2 separate regions of the Sus scrofa genome follow, and region 2 is linked to region 1. A link is a contact called in public promoter capture Hi-C data. All regions are on one chromosome and are shown on one strand. The core of a region is the stretch at or near the end of the contact, and the rest is flanking DNA. Distances in the headings are between cores, read along the strand shown.

The links. Promoter capture Hi-C pulls out the DNA fragments that hold promoters and counts their contacts.
Region 2: a contact with region 1 is called in a promoter capture Hi-C map of liver, with 5 times the contacts expected there. The contact joins the promoter of SPPL3 here to the promoter of SRSF9 in region 1. A contact is called at or near these places in 1 of 5 promoter capture datasets (liver) and 1 of 47 Hi-C or Micro-C datasets (embryonic fibroblasts).

What each region holds. Positions count from the first base shown.
Region 1 is chr14:40,432,293-40,437,606 of Sscrofa11.1, forward strand. It overlaps SRSF9 (serine and arginine rich splicing factor 9), which reads right to left and starts at 1,658. Exons shown (of 4, transcript NM_001195566.1): 1 at 1,443-1,658. The coding sequence starts at 1,630.
Region 2 is chr14:40,868,675-40,874,382 of Sscrofa11.1, forward strand. SPPL3 (signal peptide peptidase-like 3) reads right to left here and starts at 1,614. Exons shown (of 13, transcript XM_021072705.1): 1 at 1,116-1,614. It overlaps HNF1A (HNF1 homeobox A), which reads left to right and starts at 145. Exons shown (of 10, transcript NM_001032388.1): 1 at 145-617. The coding sequence starts at 292.

The sequences.
Region 1 (5,314 bases), core at 408-2,907:
TTTAAAATTAAACGTGAGTAATATGGCCTGTCTCATAAGGTTTTTTATAAGGATTAAATAAGATACTATGTGTGGAGTGCTTTGCTTGAAACTTGGCATTTAGTAATATCAAAAGGTAACTTTTCTACTATGAAAGGAATGAAGGAAGAGATGACAATGAGGCATGTCATATAGTAAGACTGTATTCAAAGGAGCAGAAGAGGGGAGTCAAATTCTACCTTCCCTTAGTAGTCCTCTCTTTTATCAATTCTAAATCCTCAGTTTCCTCATCTGTAAAATGTGATTAAAAGCACCCATTTTATAGGCTGTTGAAAATGCTAAATAATACATAACATGGTGTATGACACATAGCATCAGTTAAAAAAAAAAAATCCTAGAACTGTATTACTAATTAATAGAACTGCAACCTTTTCCACCTTAGGTGTGAAGATGCCTAGTTTCACTTTTGAGGCAAATGATAAGACACTAGGGATGAACTGTCAGAATCTTCAGCCATCAAAACCTCAAGATGCGTCCTGCCTCCCCATCTCCCGAGGCTCCCCTTGCCTCCTACCACCACCCCGGACCCAGGGGCAGTCTTCGGAGTGAAGCCCACAGGGCACAGACTAGGCAACGTGCTTCCTGAGACAATGCTAAAAAATGGAGAACGGGTTTGGATTTACCCCGAGTGAGGTAAGCAGCACAGTGCAGTGACTTCTAAGAACCACCAACCTCAGTTTTGAAAGTCCTCAGGCCTTTTCTGGGCCAAGGGCCGACACTCTTTACAAAACCAAAGATTCCTTCGAGCTGGTTTCAGGATCGAGAGCTTCCAACTCCCCGGGGCCCTTAGCATCCAGAGTTGCCTCCCGCAATAGAGAAGACAGAGTGACATCAGAGATGCCAACAGACTGTTTTAGAAGTTTCCCCAAATCCCTGATGCTTTTATAAGAACGAGTCCCTGAGGCTGGCGATCTGTTCCATCAAAAGCCCCCTCGAAAGGCATCCATACTCCCGCACCAAGCTCCCTGCCAACGGAGAGTTCCAGCTGGGGGTGGGGTGGCCAGGGAGGGCGACCGACTACTTCTGCTCCTCACCCAGTCCTCTCCCGGGCCAGCTCAGGGGCCAAGCTTCTCAAGCCTTGGGCCGCTACCCGCGAAGGGTGCTTGTCCGGCTGTGAGGGAGAGAACGCCCGTCTGTACTATCGCGGAGGCCTGTCTGGGCGGGCTTGGGTCCTCACAAGGTCCGCCTTTTATGTTTTTAAGTAAAGTAAAAAATAATAACAGAGGAAGTGACGACGGATTAAAGGACGGCCCAGAGTCCCGCGGTGAGAGGCCTCAGCCTCCACCCGGGGGCGCCGTGAAGGGTCTACGGCGCGGAGGGAGGGGAGGCCCGGGAAAGGGATGGGGGATGAGGGAAGGAGGGGGCACAGGGCCTTAGGCCGGCGGGCGGTGCGGGGGCCTCACCGGGGGTCCTCAAAGCGCACGAAGGCGAAGGGCACGAGGCCGTGCCGATTCTTGAGCTCGATCTCGCGGATACGGCCGTACTTGTAGAACAGGTCCTCCAGGTCCTTCTCGCGCACGTCTGTCGGAAGGTTCCCCACGTAGATGCGCCCGTCGCCCTCGCCGCCGCGTTCGTCCGCCCAGCCCGACATCCGCACCGCCCGACGCCGCGGGCCCGCCGCAGCCCACGTCGCCGCCGCCGCCTCAGCCGGGGTCCCCCCGCAGCGTCCCCGCGGGCTCGGAGGCACTCAGCCGCACAGCATTGTGGGAAGGCGAGCGGAAGCGAAGGGGTCGGAGGAGGCAAAAGGAACCCTCTTAAAGGGGACGCGGCCACAACGACTGCGCGTGCGTGCAAGCCGGCGCCCCCTGTAGGTGCAAAGTGGGACCCTGGCGGCTGGAGAGAGCGAGACCTTGGAGTCGGGCGTTTTGGATTCACTTCAGTCACTCGCCAGCTGCGTGGACTTGGGCAAGTGACTCAGGCTTCCTGGGCCTCAGTTTTCTCCCTATGTAGCGCTGTCTACCTCATAGGCTTTTGTGAGCACTTACTGATATGACGAGGGTGTAGAAACCAGGGCAACCCCCGCGGGCCGTCACTCCGCGTGCGGGGCGCCGGAGAGAGGAAGTCGGCCGGGGCCTCAGGGCGACCCCCCAGCAGCCATCGCGGCCCTCAGCCTCAGGTCTGTAGCCTTCCGGGCCACCCTGTCCCTATTTTACTGTTGCTTAGAACTAAGGGTGTAAGGCGGGCTAAAATGGATGTGAGGGACCTGAGGTGGGCCCGGTAGCTTGGACTCGAAGCTTATCGGAGACTAGGAGGAAGTAAAAGAAACAAAACTATAGCGACCGTCACTATAGAGTGCTTCTCAAGATCTGTGCTTTTAATCCTCACCCAGCATGGAGGGATTGCAATGTCACAGGTGAGAAAACGTGTGTATCCTAATGGGGTTGGGTTTAGAACCCATGGCTACGCTTCCAGCCTGCGCGCTGAGTCCTTCAGAAGCTCAGGAGCTTAAGGTAGTCCCGTACTTTGGAACGTTTCCACATTTACATTCCATAGTGCAAAGCACTGACGTTAAAAGAGTGAGGCCTTGGAGTTCTCCATCCTGACTCAGCGGAAATAAATCTGACTAGCATCCATGAGGATGCAGATTTGATGCCTGGCCTCGATCAGTGGGTTAAGGATCCAGCGTTGCCCTGAGCTGTGGTGTAGGTCGCAGACGTGGCTGTGGTGTAGGCCTGCAGCTGTAGCTCCGATTTGACCCCTAGCCTGGGAACCTCCATATGCCACGCGTGTAGCCCTTAAAAAAAAAAAAAAAAGAATGAGGCCTTGCATCTAAAGAGTCTTGATCTAGAAAGATGTTTCATGTTGAAAATGAAACCTCTGAATTGTTGGATGGGTAGATATGTGAGAAAGTAAACGCAGCAGAATGTTAACTGTAGAATCTAGATGACGGGTGTATTCAGTGTGTTCCCTGTACCATTCTTTCAACCCTTCTGTATATTTGAAAACTTTCCTAATAAAATGCGGGAGAAGTTCCTGTCCTGGCTCAGTGGAAATGAATTTGACTAGTATCCATGAGGATGCAGGTTCCATCCCTGGCCTCGCTCAGTGGATTAAGGATCCCGTGGTTGCCCTGAGCTGTGATATAGGTTTCGGACTGGGTTTAGATCTGGCATGGCTGTGGCTGTGGTGTAGGCTGGCAGCTACAGCTCTGATTTGACCCCTAGCCTGGAAACTTCCATATGCTGCCAGGCGTGGCCCTAAAAAGCAATGAGTAAACAAACAAAATGGGGGGAGTTAGGAAATATAAACATATTCCATTAGTGCCAGCAGAAGCAAGAGAATAAAACCCAATATTTAATCTCAATGTAGTTGATTTGTAGTTATACCATCTCTTAGCCTTTAAAAATCAAACAAACAAGAGTTCCCACTGTGGTGCAGCAGGATTGGTGGTGTCTCTGGAGCTCTGGGATGCAGGTAAAATCCTCAGCCCTGCACAGTGGGTTAAAGGATCTGGTATAGGTCGCAACTGAGGCTGGGATCTGAGTCTTGGGAACTCCATATGCTGCCAAAAAAAAAAAAAAAAAAATCAAACAAATAAACAAAAAATTCAGAGTTCCCTGTGGCCTAACAGCTAAGGATCCGGCATTTTCACTCCTGTGGCTCCAGGTTGGATCCCTAGCCTGGGAACTTCCACATGCCACAAGTGTGGTAAAAAAAATATTAGTCATCCACACATAACTATTAGTGTATAATAGCCTTTTTGGAAGACAGATTGATGGTATATATCAGGCCCCGACCATATTCATATACCTCTTGATCCAGTAATTGCACTATAGGATTTTATCACAAGGACATAAATTCTCAATAAATTTTGTATGTTCATTGCATTTTGAGCAATTAAAAACATTAAACCTTGATAATAAGGGAGTGGTTCAAACAATAATATTGAATGTTAAGTATTAAATGTTTTGAAGTATATTAAGTTCATGCTAATTTAGTTATAATTAAAATGAGTTTAAAGTGGTGTACATATACACATATAAGTATATATTCTGAAGGAATCTATTAAACTGGTCAAAGAATGCCATTGTGGGGACTTTCAGTTTAAGTGTCATACATCTCAGTAAAGTTGAAGATTGTTATTGCAACTGTGTTTCATTTTTATATTCTGGGGGGAAAAAAAGGAAATGTTATGCCTTTATTATTCAGTTCTGTACAAGAGAATACATCGTTTTCATTGCTTGTAACAAAAAAAAAAAAAGAAGAAGAAGAAAATAACCTTCCAAATGTTTGTGGTGATATCTCCTGCTGGAAATGATCTCTGTATTTTTATTTGTGCTTTTCTGTGTTTGTGAAATTGTCTGTAATTAGCATGTACTACTTTCGTACTTGGAATAAAACAATAAATTATTGCTAAAATAAAACAGAACCATCTGTTGGGTTCGGGATCATGTAAAGCTTCTAGCTGTTCTTTGCTAATCTTAAGAAGGCAAGCAGGAAAGAGCCCTGGCCAGAGTATATAGGAGCTTACATATTCTAAAGGCCTCCTAAAGTCCAGATGCTTCTTCATTTGGAGGGGGTGTGATTAAGTGTGTATGTGTGTGTGTACACACATATACTGTTTTGGCCATGCCCACAGCATGCAGAAGTCCTGGGGCCAGGGATTGAACCCTCACCACAGCAGTGAAACACTCATTGAGCCACCAGGGAACTCCTGTGCTTAGATATTTTAACACCACCCTCTGAGTCCTACCACTCCCACATGATTGTTGCCTGGAAAGTGCTGTTGAAGACAGTTGGGTTGTCTCTTAGGGAGAGAGAAGTGGAGTCAGCTAAGTGACCTAATAGGACTTCAGGTATAAACAGTAATGATTCAGCTTGTATTATGCAAAATCTTGCAGCTTGCCATCACCAAAGGGGTTCATACCTAGCCTAGATGTGCCCAAATGTGAGGATGTGACAGGCATAGCCTTTCTGGATTAGGAGGAAGACAGCTAAATTGCTTGGAGTCATTTGTGATCATCCAGGGAAACCCAAGGTGGATTTTGTTTCTGTGAGCCCAGGTACTAATCTTTGCGAGTTGGAACCCAAATGAAACCAAAATTGTGGCCTCATGTTTAAGGGACCCATGGACCCATTCTTTGCTCAGGCCAGAGATACTAGACAGGAACACCCTTTTGAGCCTTTGCTCATCTGGTTATTCAACATCATCAAGTGCATACTATAATTTAGGCTCTGTATGCATGCAGTAATACCACTCTGTCTTCAAGGTGTCTATTCAAATTGCTATTCAAACAGTCATTTAGAGCACAGTTGTGATGAGGGTAAACTGCTG
Region 2 (5,708 bases), core at 364-2,863, 440 kb after region 1:
TGCAGGGTGAAGTCCAAAGTTCAGTCCCTTCGCTAAGCACACGGATAAATATGAACCTTGGAGAATTTCCCCAGCTCCAATGTAAACAGAGCGGGCAGGGGCCCTGATTCACTGGCCACTGGGGCCAGGGTTGGGGGTTGGGGGTGCCCACAGGGCTTGGCTAGTGGGGTTTTGGGGGGCAGCAGGTGTAAGGAGCCTGGTTGGGGCCTGCCTGCTGGCCGGCCAGCCCACGCGGTGGGGGAGGCGGCGGCTCGCAGTCCTGGGGCCGCGTGGCCCAGCGCTAGTGGAGCCATGGTCTCCAAGCTGAGCCAGCTCCAGACGGAGCTCCTGGCGGCCCTGCTCGAGTCGGGCCTGAGCAAAGAGGCGCTGATCCAGGCGTTGGGTGAGCCAGGGCCCTACCTTCTGGCCGGAGATGGTGCCCTGGACAAGGGGGAGTCCTGCGGTGGTGCACGAGGAGAACTTGCGGAGCTGCCCAATGGGCTGGGGGAGACGAGGGGCTCCGAGGACGAGACGGACGACGATGGGGAAGACTTCACACCACCCATCCTCAAAGAGCTGGAGAACCTCAGCCCAGAGGAGGCGGCGCACCAGAAAGCTGTGGTGGAGACCCTTCTGCAGTAAGGACCCCTGCCCTGTCCCAGCTCCCAAGGAGCCCAGTGGGTCTACCCTCAGCTCCTGACCAGCCCTTCCCAGTCTAGAGTCCCGTGAGTGGTGGCTTTTAGCATGATTGTTGGGAAGGGGGACAGGGCCCACGAGAGCTTGGAAGGGGGTGGGGTGGGGATCCTGGCTTGGAGGTTGGAGGCTTCCGTCCCCTTCCCTGCTCTCGGCAGGGTCCTGAGTCCCCATGAGCTAAGGCGTTCCGCCCGGATCATGCTGCAGGGGAGCTCTGAGACAGGGACAGAGCAGGAGAGTCCATGATTCAAGGGCCCGGACAAATGTGGGGAGAGGGGTTATTTTTAGCCATCATGACCATTTCTATTCCCCAAACCCTAACTCCCCTGCTAGGCACCAGGACGCAGCACTGGGGAGGGGGAGCCCAGGATAGGGTTTTTGGGGGCTCCCCTGGCCTCCCCAGAACTCAAGCATTCAGCCAGGAGAGCTGGGGTCTTTCTTACCTGAGGGAAACAGATTCTTCAGGGCGGGAAGTGCTCCCCTTTCCAGCACAGCCTCAGGCCCCTACCTCACCAGGGGCCTCCCTGCTCTGCACGCCCACCCCCTGGCTGGCTCCCCAGCTCCCAGAGATCTCAGTGGGTCTGAGCCCAATGCCTCCCCTCTCCTCAGCAGAGCTGACCTGGTTACTAATTACCCACAGGCTTTATTATTTCTCTTTTGTTTTATAAATTTATAAATGGCAAAAGGCTCTGATAAGGCCTGTGATCATTAACTTGTAGGGCTGGTGGCCTGGGGCAGCCTGAGCCAACCGACTTCCCACCCAGCAGGGGTGGGGGATGGGGAGGCTAGAGGTGAGGGAAGGGGGGCCTGGGGGCTGCAGGGACGGCCCCTCCTCTAAGGCTCTGTAACCTCCACCCCAAGGGCTGGGCAGAAGCCCTGTGGAGGTTTCTCATGTGTAATTTCAGGCAGTGTTGAGATGAACTCCGGAGGAAGCCAGGGATCACTGCTTCACAGACCAGGGGAACTGAGGCTCAGAGCGGGGAAGTAGCTTGACTAAGGCCACCCACCTCAGACTCCACCCCACCCTCTTTGATGCCCTCAATGGCTGTGCCGGGGGGCAAGGGGCCAGCTGAGGGGGTGGCTGAGGGGTCTGAGAAAGAGTCCCAGGGGCCATCTCTTTTCTGTCCAAGGTCCTGATCCCAGCTTGGGGTGGGGGAGGGCTGGATCCCCACCTCAAGGGGCCCTCTGGGTCTGCCAGGCCTTGTGTAGGCCCGGGCAGGGGGCAGGGGAGCAGCCAGGGCCCCCTGACTTGGCAGGAAGACGAGGGCAAAGGGCCCTGTCGGCTGCAGGGGAGGGGCAAAAAGTCAGGCATCAGCCGACCCAGGGTGGAGCTGGGCCAGACCTGCTCAGGGCCCCAGATGGGATGAGGGGCTTTCGGTGGGGAGTGGGGGCAGGGGGTGCCAAAGGCCTTACCTGGCTGGGTGGGGCCTCTTGGTCAGCAGCCCCTTTGGTGAGACGGTGGGTGGGGGGAAGTCTTGATCCACAGGTCCTGAGTGGGGAGCAGGGGTCAAAGTGCTCCCTGGGGACCAGCAGAGACCTGGAAGCTGAGGGAGAGGGGACACCTGGAGGAAGAGATGGAGAGAGAGACCTGGAGAAGCAGCATGGAGCGAAGAGCCAGGAGGGGAGAGGGGCTCACAGGCAGCTGGGAGAAGGGGCTGGGGAGAGAGCGAGGTGCCCCAAGCTGTGAGGAGGCTGGAGTGCTTCCCTCCCACCCCATCGGGTTTTCTTTAATGCTAACAGCATGCTATTTACTTTCCATTTAAATTTGAGATGTTGCTATAAATTATCAACCAGCTCCTTGTTCCTGTGGAGTTTATAACTAACTACCTGGGTTACTTATTGTTCAGGTAACAAAAGGGACCTGAAAACGCCCTGAGGGGGGAAAGTGGGGCCTCAAGCCTCAGGGCATAGGCTGGAGAAGGGTGGGCAACCCCCCATGAAGACCTGGGCAGAGAGAGAGGTTGAGGCTGGAAAGGATGGTGAAGAGGCAGAACTTCCCCTGGAAGCCAAGTGTGACTAAGTGTGACCTTGGGCAAGTCTCTTCTTCTCCTTCTGCCTCCATTTCCCTTCCTGGACAATGAGTAAAATTCCAACTCCCTGCCCTGGTTCCCTGCCCTCTTCCTAAGGGACCTCTCTCCCTCTCTCCCTCCCTTCCCTCCAGTTACACTACACTGACTTTGCTGATCCCCACCTCAGGGCCTTTGCACATGCTGTGCCTTCTGCCTGGAGCCCTCTTTCCAGCTCTTCTCAGGGCCAACTCCTTCTTCTCTTTCTGCTCAAATAGCACCTCCTCAGGGAGGCCCTCCCTGACCACCCTTCTGAAATTAAGTCCCCCCCAGTCACTCCCTCCTCCACCGCTTTCATTGACTTTCTCCTGAAACTTAATCATTATTTAGGATAAGTTTAAATGATAAAATAAATAAAAAGATCATTATTTATCTTCTTTGTTTTTCATCTCCTGCCATGACAACAGAAGCTCTTTCAGAGCCCTGTTCACCAATCATACATCTGATATCCAGCCCTGTGGCTGACATGGGGCATGAATGAATGCATGACTAGGTTTCCCTGAGGCTCTGGGGACATCTGCTGCTATGGCCAAGGGAGGAACCTGTACCCAGGGCCTCCAGTCCTTGAGTAGCTCAAACCCTAATCTTGAAGGTCTCTGACACTCTCTATTGCGCAGTGACAAGGCATTGAGACCCAGGAAGACAGTGGCCAAGGGGGGACAATCTGACACCCCTGATGAGGCCAGCCTGCCTGGGCTCAAACCTTAGCTCTGCCCATTCTAGCTCAGGCAGATGATTTCATTTTTCTGAACCCCAGTGTTCTCTGCAAGGTGGCGCTGATGATAACGCTTATGTATGGGGTTATAACACCTAAGAGCAGCAAATGGTTGCTGTGGCCGGTGATCCCATTTTACAGATGAGCTAAGTGAGGCTCAGAGAGACCTGCCCAAGATAACTTCTGCAAAGCAGTAAGGCCAGGACTTGGACCTAGGTCCCTGAGGTTGCGTGCTGGTCTTTGATACTTTCATCTCCCTCTTTACCCTGTCAGTCTTGCTGGGAACATGACAATCACCTCACTTCCATGCAGTGCTCTGGGGCTTACACAGGGCTTACAAAGGCATAAACTCCTTTCTCCTCCTGACAACCTAGGAAATGTTATTAGCCCCATATCAGAGTTGAGGAAACTGAGGCACACAGAAGTTAAGCAACTTCCCAGGGCCACCCGGAGATTGAGTGGCTGACCTGAAATTCACCCTGAGAACTTGGGCCCCCTCCAGAGGAGTGGCCCTTTGGGCTGGTCTCTCAGCTCCGCAGCTTTGGACCCACTGAAACCCCGTGGGCTAGTGAGCAAAAGGCCCCAAGACTTGAACCTCTGATTGACCCCAGAACAGGGGAGGAAGGAGATGTGGACAGATCTTCCCCTCTCCTGGGCCCTCTTCTCTCTGCTGGGGGGACCAGGGGTTCAGGACCACATGGCTGATGAGAGTGATAACCTTACTTTTCCACTTACTGAGCACATATTCTGTGCCAGGCGCTAGCCTCAGCGTTTCACTCCTATTAGAAACGCATTCAGTGCTCCCAACAGCACTGGCGGGCAGGCATGGATTTATGGCCACGTTACAGGGGAGGAGTTGGGGGGTGCACGCACCAGGTTCGAGGTCGCAGTGGCGGGATCCGAACCCAGATTAGTTTCACTCTCAATCTATTAGAGTGAAAGCATGAGATGCCTGGAGACCTGGCCTCTTAGCTCTGAGTTGGGGAAACTGTCCTGAAAAAAAGCCAGGTTCTTCGAGACTCTGTGTGTGTGTGCCCATGTCTGTCTGTCTGTCTGTCGTGTGTATGTCTGTGTGTTGGGGGGTGGGTAGGAGAAAGAGCAGAAAATAGAGAGGCAGAGACAGAAGGAGAGAGTGAGAGAAATAAAGATAGACATAGACACATGGGGTCAGATGGACTGGGACAGGTAGTAAATCTTTAGTCTGAGCCAGGAGAGGCCCTGGTGAAGGAAGGCTGGGCAGCTTCTCTCTGGAGAAGAAGCAGAGGGAGGTGGCTCTCTCAGGAGGGCGATGACTGTGTTGGGGGGAGGGAGCAGGGAGGCCGTGGGGCAGCCCAGCCCCAGAATCAGATAAACATGTTTGCCAGGGAGCACAAGGCTGGACTTTGTCCTACCCTTCCCTCCTAGCTCTAACTGGCACCAGGGGAGCAAGGGAGGTGGCAAGGAGAAGGTTCTGGGAGCCCTGAAAGCAGGGAGACAGAGGCTCAGAAAGAGCCCTGGGAAAAGTGAAATATTCTTGAGTCCCAGCGAGGTCATCTTGGACAAGCACTCAGCTTCCTGAGCCTCAGCTTTCTCACCCGTGAAATGGGCATACAGGCAGTACCTACTTCCAAGGGTCATTGCAAGATTTCAACGACCAGCTCTGAGCACAGTGCCTGGCTCAGCATAAATACTCAAGACACATGAACTCTCACAGCTCTCATTTTTACACAAATGGGACTTTGCTGGACCAACTGCTGATTGTTTTAACTATACCTGTCCCCACCTTCCTTCCTCCCTCCCTGTATGGAAACTGCTGATAAAAAGGAGGAAGTCAGAGGGCCAAGGATGATGAAAGGCTCTGTGCCCTCATGTCTCAGAAGGGCATTGCCAATGGGGCCAGTGAAGCTGGTTCTCTGAAGAAGGAAAGAAGGGCCAGGGGAGAAGGCAGCGTGGGGTAGGCTTCGGAGTGCTGACTGGGTGGGATTATTTGGTTTTAGGTTTTAAAAATAATAATATCTCCAGTTTTGGAGTTCCCGTTGTGTCTCAGCAGTAACAAACCCAACTAGTTAGTATCCATTAAAATGTGGGTTTGATCCCAGGCCTCGCTCAGTGGGTTAAGGATCCGGCATTGCCATGAGCTGTGATGTAGGTCACAGACATGGCTCGGATCCCGAATTGCTGTGGCTGTGGTGTAGGCCGGCAGCTACAGCTCTGATTTGACCCCTACTAGCCTGGGAATGTCCACATGCCGCTGGTGCGGCCTTAAAAAAAAACAT